Regions from separate parts of the Juglans regia genome. Here region 2 is linked to region 1. Evidence: chromatin contacts called from public Hi-C data. All regions are on one chromosome and are shown on one strand. Each heading gives the region's core, a stretch centred on a gene start, on an enhancer-like site or on the middle of the called end of the contact. The rest is flanking DNA. Distances are from core to core; before and after follow the strand shown. Region 1 has its middle 24 kb from the start of LOC109012001. Region 2 overlaps LOC109007435 (E3 ubiquitin-protein ligase RFWD3).

What was found. Hi-C and Micro-C count contacts between places; a contact is called where the count stands out from the background.
Region 2: a contact with region 1 is called in a Hi-C map of leaf, with 1.9 times the contacts expected there. The contact joins two enhancer-like sites.

What each region holds. Positions count from the first base shown.
Region 1 is chr3:25,042,474-25,046,372 of Walnut 2.0, forward strand. No RefSeq gene overlaps it. Among protein-coding and RNA genes, the nearest start is that of LOC109012001, 24 kb to the left of the region's middle. Within about 2 kb of position 1,793, the one cell type or tissue checked has open chromatin away from gene starts, as enhancers often do. A contact at or near this core is called in leaf, where this site is marked.
Region 2 is chr3:25,234,187-25,238,085 of Walnut 2.0, forward strand. The region is part of intron 10 of LOC109007435 (E3 ubiquitin-protein ligase RFWD3); the gene reads left to right. Among protein-coding and RNA genes, the nearest start is that of LOC109007437, 17 kb to the right of the region's middle. Within about 2 kb of position 1,840, the one cell type or tissue checked has open chromatin away from gene starts, as enhancers often do. A contact at or near this core is called in leaf, where this site is marked.

The DNA of each region.
Region 1 (3,899 bases), core at 543-3,042:
AAAATTTAGAAAAAATCTGCTTATACCGATGTGGATGCTCTAAGTACTTTGAACCAATTTCTACTTGATCTAAAAAAAATTCTACAAAGACAAAAAACAAGTTTGTTGACTAATGCTAGATATAGTTATAAGTTGTGTATGCATCGCACACTTCTTATGAAAAAATGTGTAGTCTACTATTAAAAAATTAATTTATTTTATGTGAATTTCATAAATATTCACTATTTTCAAAAGGAGTGCACTGTGTTTGCATAGTTTATAATTATAAATATCATTTCTCGAGATTAATAACATACTACATCTCTTTTCGACAACTATGGGTTAACATACAAAGACAGTGACTTTGTATGCCCCTCTCAACTCTTTTTGGATATGCATTGAGAAACAATATTTGGAGTCATAGTATATGTAAGCGTTGTGCATTCTCTTTAAAAAAATTTGATAAATTTAAAACTCACATAAAAAAAATTATTTTTTAATAACATTGGACCCTATTTTTCTTTTCAAGACAAAATGCGTGAATCTAGCTCACCTTACGATTGTATTAACATTACCCGTACATATATCGATTTCGTGGCTTCCAAAAATACCCAAAACTCAAATCTGTTGTCAAATGGTTAAAATTACCCCTACATATATGTAGATAGTTTACAACTTATTCACAATTTATATATAATTTTAAAAATAATAATATTTTTTATTATATTTAAATCCATCAAATCAAAAGTGAAAAGCCAAATAAAATTTAAAATAATATTATTTTATTACATAATTATAAATAAGTTGTTATAGAGTAATAATTCTATAATTTCTAGCAAATTAAAAACGCTGGTATAACTTTTCATAGTTTAGTGAAGAAGAACCCAATATAGGTATCTTTTTTTCTGTTTCCTTAATAAACCCCAATATACTATATAGGTATCAAATATACGAGTTCAGTTCCTTTTTAATTGTTAACTCTTATTAAAAATAGAACCTACCTAAAGTTCATCATTAAGCTATAATGATTAATTACATTTCTCCATTCTACACTACAATTTTCATTCTTATTCATACGAATCATACATGAAAACTTTGATTCAATAAAATTATAACTATAAAGTTTCACGATCAGTTACCCCTGTCAAAATGTTCGCTAACTTCAAGTAGTCTCGTTTATTTTCACAGATGAGATGTGATGAGTTGATATTAAAGTTAAAATTTGAATAAAATATTATTAGAATATATTTTTTTAAAATTATTTTTGTTTTGAAATTTGAAAAAAGTTGAATTGTTTATTTTATTTTATGTAGAAATTTAAAAAAGTTGTAATGATTAAATTAGATGAAATGAGTTGAGAGGAGTAATTATGAAAATGAATAATTATCTTACATATAGGATGGAAATGGTTTAGTTTTAGACCTCGTTTGTTTTTCACAAATGAGATGAGATGAGTTGAGTTAAGAATTAAAAGTTAAATAAAATAATTGTTAAAATATATTTTTTTAATATTATTTTTGTTTTGAGATTTAAAAAAATTGATTTTATTTTGTATGAAAATTTGAAAAAGTTGTAATGATGAGATGAGATAAGTTGTAAAAAAAACTAGCGTTAACGATATTTAACATCTTTTAATATTATTTTATATCCATAATTCTATCAGGCGATGCAAGCTATAGATGTCATGGGCCAGGCCGAATACATGCGAAAATAGCAAAAGTCCAAGTAGATTAAAGCATAAGTCCTACTGTAAACAAACCAGGCCCCAAAGAACAAACACCCGGCCCACCAGAACTGACTCACTAAATCTAATAAAAGAAGACGGGGATGACGCCGAAGGTGGAGAAGCCCATAAGCCCACTCAGTTCTTCCTTGAACTGTGACAAGGACAAAAATCCTTTGGAATTAGCCTTGCAGCTAATGGTACTCCAAGATCATCTCTGCCTATAATCTCTATATCCATCTTCCTTTTATTTTGATCCAAACTATATCTCAATTTGCTATAACTGAGTTTTTCCTTGGAGCTTTCCATTTTTGTACCTGAGCTTGCTTGATTGTTTATGCAGATATGGGACTATAAGTCATTGATTCTTGAAAATTTTGCCATGATTGCCAATTGGTTGGGATGCTCTAATACACTAACCATAATGTAATCTATTCCTTCTCAAACCAGATTTACATTGCTGTTACCATACGTAGTTCAAAACAGTTAGACAATAGCTTGTAAAAGTTCAAATTATGTTGTAAATTCTCTAGTACGATATTATATATATAAAAACTGATAACTAGGACACTCTTCGAAATTATATATAATTAATTTAGCCACAATTAAGGTTGCGTTTGGGTAGTGAGGTATTATGTGAATAATAGTGAAAAAGTAATGATAGAATATTGAATAATAGTAAAAAGTAATAATAAAACAATAAATAATCGTGAGGTATTCTAAGACTACATTTACCAAAAAGTCGTAATCCTTCCTAGACATCAATTTTTTTAATCTTATAGAGAGACTTTATCATGGCTCATTATCTAAGGATACCTTCTACAACTTACTACAAGTAGGCCATTCCTTTAGTATCTCTCTATCAAAAAATTCTATGTTGTTTATAAAATAGAAAAATTATCGAAATGTTTCTACATATACGATGAGTAGATGTCCCCATTTTTCAAAGCGACTGCACGACACTTGCATACTCACGACTGCAAGTATCATTTCTCTTTTTCAAATCTCCATTTTCCCTAACGTTCCCAACTCAAGTTTCCCGGTATATCCTCCACAAGAGGTACCTTGACAGGCTCCACTGATACATCCGGCAATGGAAAGGTAAACATCACGAATTTAACATAGTAACTCGTCCGCTAGGGTCAGTTGTATAAATAGTGGTGGCCTGGACGGTGGCCCACCCAAATAGAAACTCATCAACCTGATGAAGAACCCAAGCCACCATCTGTGCTTAGGAAAGGATTGGAGGCCTAAGTTTAAACTAGAAAAAAAAAAATGAAAATACTAATTTATACAATTTATTTTATCTCTTTTTCAAAGTCGACACATGAAATACATCATGGATTCCTTGCATCTCAATTGGAGGCCTTAAGGTTGCCTTATCCCTCCCGCAGTGCAGAGTGAGATCAGTCTCACGGCAACCCGAATAACTTACCCTAGCCCCCGCTACGTCGAAGTGTGGGATCAGTGACAGCCTAACCCAAACTTACCATTTCCTATGATGTCAACGGGTGGGAACGGGTTTAGTAACAGACTGCCCGAACTACTTACCTCCTAGCAGGATACTATATGGAAATGGAAGGATAGGCCTTAAGGTTGCCTTATCCTTCCCACAATGGAGAGCGGGATCAGCCTCACGGCTACCTAAATAACTTACCCCAACCCCCGTCGTAGTGAAAGAGTTAACCAGTTACATCGCTGATCGAATTACCTCCCCAGGGGACAAAGAGGCAGAATGGCATGAGGCATTCCGACCTCTCCCTGACGGAGTGAGGGTCGAGTCTATAGACCGCCCGAATAATGAATAAAAAGAGACAGACATCATCAATGTAATTTATATCAATGGGATTGCCATCAGCAGCTTACTTCAACAACGGAGGAGTGCCTTATCCCTCTTACGGAGGAGTGCGGGTCTGCCCTTGGCCACCCAAAGACAAAATCTCCACCAACGGACTTTACTTCAACAAAAGACTCTCTGACAATAGAATCACCACCAAAGGAAACTCCACCAGCTCCAACCTACCTCCCCGCGAGTAGAAATGGACGAGTCACGCCAGAGGTGGCTCTATCCCTTTCGGGGAGGAGTGTGGGTCGGCCTTCGGCCACCCGAAAAATTTATCAATGGAACTTCATCTCCAATAACAGAACGCCAAATGGATAGCGCCTCAAACCTTCACCGCATCCAAGAAAAAACAAC
Region 2 (3,899 bases), core at 590-3,089, 190 kb after region 1:
TCAAGTCGAGGGCATAGAGGTTAGAGCGTCTTTCGCATAGAGGGTATTTTGGGTGGAGGTTGGGCTATGAGCAACATTAGGTTGGAGTTGGGGAGGTGTAATTTATTCTAACTCGGGCTTGTTGTATTTTGGGTAGTTTTTCACAGGTTTTTTGGGGCAGTAGGAGCTCTCTAGTATGGGTTAGGGATTTTCTTGTATACATCCAGTGTATTTGGTTACTCCTATTGATATATATATATATATATAGAATACTTATAAAAAAAAAAGATATCTTTGTTGTTTATGAGCATTTCAATTGGTAGATACACAATCTATACCCAGGCGCGTGTGGAGGGTCAAAAGGAAAAGCAGGTCATCTACATTCGAAGTGGGTTCTATGTCAGGTATTGGTGTGGAGACGACCGAAACGGACTACCCCTCACCAAAGGTGACTCGGAAATCGGTGATGAGTTGTGCAGCCAATGCTTTTTTCGTTGAATTGACGGCACTCGCGACGGAATCTAAGGTATTGCCAAGTTTTGGGGGAGTTTCTGCTAATCCCAAAATTCAAATGGCGACCATGGTTCCACCACCCACGTCGAAGGTAACAGGTGTACCTCTTCAAGCATCTTGTTGGTTGACACATAACTTTAGTCAGGGTGGTGACAACATCAATAGCACTGTGGAGGAGATGCGAGTTTTAGGAACTGGTGTAGAGGAAGGGACGTGGTTGTCATTGGTGCCTTGCCAGGGGCAATTTTTAGGGCCTGGTCCACAGTTTGGAGTTGAGACTGCAGAAGATGTTCCCTTGATATCTCTCCCACCAATTAACAATATAACTGATTCATTATCAGATTGGGTTTTGGACAAGGTAAATGAGACACAACAGTGTGAGGATTACATGGAAGGATTCGAGGACCAATTCACAACACTACTCACTGCAATAGAGGTGGGTCATGCACTTGGCACAAAATCAAGATCTAAAAAGAGCATAGAGTTAAAGCGTTATTACTTTGGCAATCAACTATGACGATAAGGGAGGTAGTTCAAGTTGAGGGAGGACTAGAGGGAAGACAGAACCAATTGTATATTTTTAGTAGGCCTGTTCGGAGTTTTCAAGTATTGAGGAGTGTGTTGGGGAATTAACAGTGGCTTGGTGTAAGGGCAAAATCTGGTTTGGTGGGATAGGCATTGGTGCACAGGTGGTGGTTTGGGGCAGGCGCGTCTTTGGGCTTGGGCTAGGGCTTTGTTAGTTTTATCTTCCTAGATGGGTTTATCCTTCTTTTTTTTGCACCCCAACTAGATGTTTTCTCTTGTATACATCTAGTGTACTTGGCTACGCCTATTGGCATCAATAAATTTTGAGTTATCAAAAAAATAAAAAAACAAACTCTCAAGTTCCATATTTCTTCAATTCGAAACTACTTGGGATTACCTTTAGGGGGCATCATTTCATTTAAGGCCAAAACAATTTGGGATGACATCGTTGATAAAATGGAATGGCGTTTAGCGGGGTTGAAACCACTCTATCAATCAAAAGGAGGCAGATTAAATTTGATCAAATGCAGTTTATCTAACTTAAGGAAGCAGTGGATTGTTGTGATAGACTAGTGCTGTATGTGCATGAGTGGGAAACCATGGATCACTTGTTTTTTTTTTTATAAGTAATCGAACTATGGATCACTTGTTATTACATTGTGAGGTAGCTAGAACACGATGGGATGAATACAGGGACCAGCTGAAGATGGAAGAGTGAACATTGGGGGTTATAGATATCTTATAATACCACCATCGATCGATCGATAGAGCGGAATGACCAGAAAAAGAAGTGAAGTCAGAAAGCCTGAACCCACTTTCTCCTGGGCAGCAACACCCAAACCATAATAAATGCAGGCAAGCCTCTGGCCTTTGGGCACGTTGGAACCGCATGAGTTCACCAGTGTGGAGCATGATCCACCAGGTTAGGTGCTAATTAGAGTGGGTCTAGCATGGGTCATGCTTAGAAGTGGACTTCTTAACGTGAGGGTTCTATACAGTAACCCACAAATAGCAGCACTATGGAAGTAACTCCCATATCTTTATTGTGGTACATTTAGATGGTGAGAAATGACATCAATTTTGAAGACCGGGAGAGGACAATGGACGAGCTTAAAGTTTTCTTTTCCAACACTTTGTTCCTCTGGGCAGTTGCGATAGATTTTAATGGATTAGTGCCCATTAATTATTTGTAATTAATGTAAATTCTAGTTAGGCATTTTTCTTATATAAATCTTGTATACTTTGACTATGCCTATTGTTCTATTAATAAAATTCATAATTACTTACATAAAAAAAACTTTATCCAACTTCTCTTCTTATTATCTGCTCTATACTAGTTGGGGTGGCACATCAGATGCACAAGCTGCAGAGAGATCTGTTATGGGGACTTGTGGGAGTCCAAATATTATCTAGTCAGCTTGCCGAAGATTGGTACTCCAGTCTCGGGTGGGGGGTTGGGTGTTAGAAATTTATTGGTTTTCAATCATGCTATGCTTGGAAAATGGCTATGGTGTTTTGCCACTGAGAGGGAAGCATTATGGTGATCAATGGTGGACGTTAAGTTTGGTTGTACATTGTTTGGGGGGGTGGGGGGACTCCAATGAAGTAAATGGGGCTAATGGGGTTTGTGATTGCAAATATACCAGGAAGAAATAGTATCTATTTTAATAGATTCGAGGTAGGCAAGGGGGGCTAGGATCAGATTGTGGTGATAGGCCTTTGCAGGCTATTTTCTCGTTGTTGTTCAGGATTGCTTGTGACAAGGTTACCTTGGTGGCTAGCGCTTGACTCAGCTGTAATGGCTCTAGATAATGGAATTTGACCTTTACCTGATTAACACGTGATTGGGAATTGGAGTCTTGTTCGACATTCATCAATCTCTTCTATTCTACCGGGATGGGAGATGGGAGGTGGTGGAGTGGATAAGATACGTTGGATTCCTTCCAAAACGAAGAAGTTTGAGGTCAGATCTTTCTACCATACTTTACGCCCTGCATGTATTACCTTTACTTTGAAAGGAGTTCATAGGAACAAAGCTCTATTGCAGGTGGCATTCTTTGTTTGGACGACTGCATTAGGGAGAATCTTTACCATGCACAATCTGGGAAGGATGAGAATATTAGTATTGGTGTTGCATGTGTGAGAAGAGCGGGGAAACAGTTGACCATTTGTTGCTGCGTCGTGAGGTAGCTAGATCAGTTTGGGCCTTGGTATTCAAGGTTTTTGGCATTACTTGGGTGATACCTTAAAGAGTTGCAGAATGGTTAGCTGTTTGGAGAATTCAAAATGAGGGCAGCTGCAGTGTGGAAGCTTGGAGAAAGTCTCTTTAATATCTGATGTGGCACTTATGGAAGGAACGAAATGTTTGACATCTCAAAGATTGCAAGAAGACTATGGGAGAGCTGATTTCTCTAGTTTTTTAGCATGATGTGTGACTGGATGTAGCTCAAAGTCTCTCTGGCTTCCCTTATTTATTTTCCATCTCTCCTAAAGGGTGGATTATCTTGTATACACTTGATGTATTTGGGTTGTGCCACCATGCGCTCATAATAAAATGTTGTGAGCCCAGCAGTTAGATCCAGAAATTTGATAAGTAATTAGGTGCATTGAAATATTTGGACACATTGAATTGCATGCCATGACCCTATTGTTTACAGAGTCTAGGAGTCAGGATTAAAAGTTGGGTCTGGTCAGGTAAATCTGGTAAAGCCGGATCAAAGTTTTTTAGGCAAGAAGTGAAAAAAGACCTGAGATGGATTTAAAAACAATTAGTGCAATCAGTTTAGCAAGTTCTAAGAAAACTGGAAACTGCCCCTTCACCATATTCAGTAGCGCCTTTATAAAACCAAAACCGAGGCTTGGGTTATGTTCCTTAGATGGGC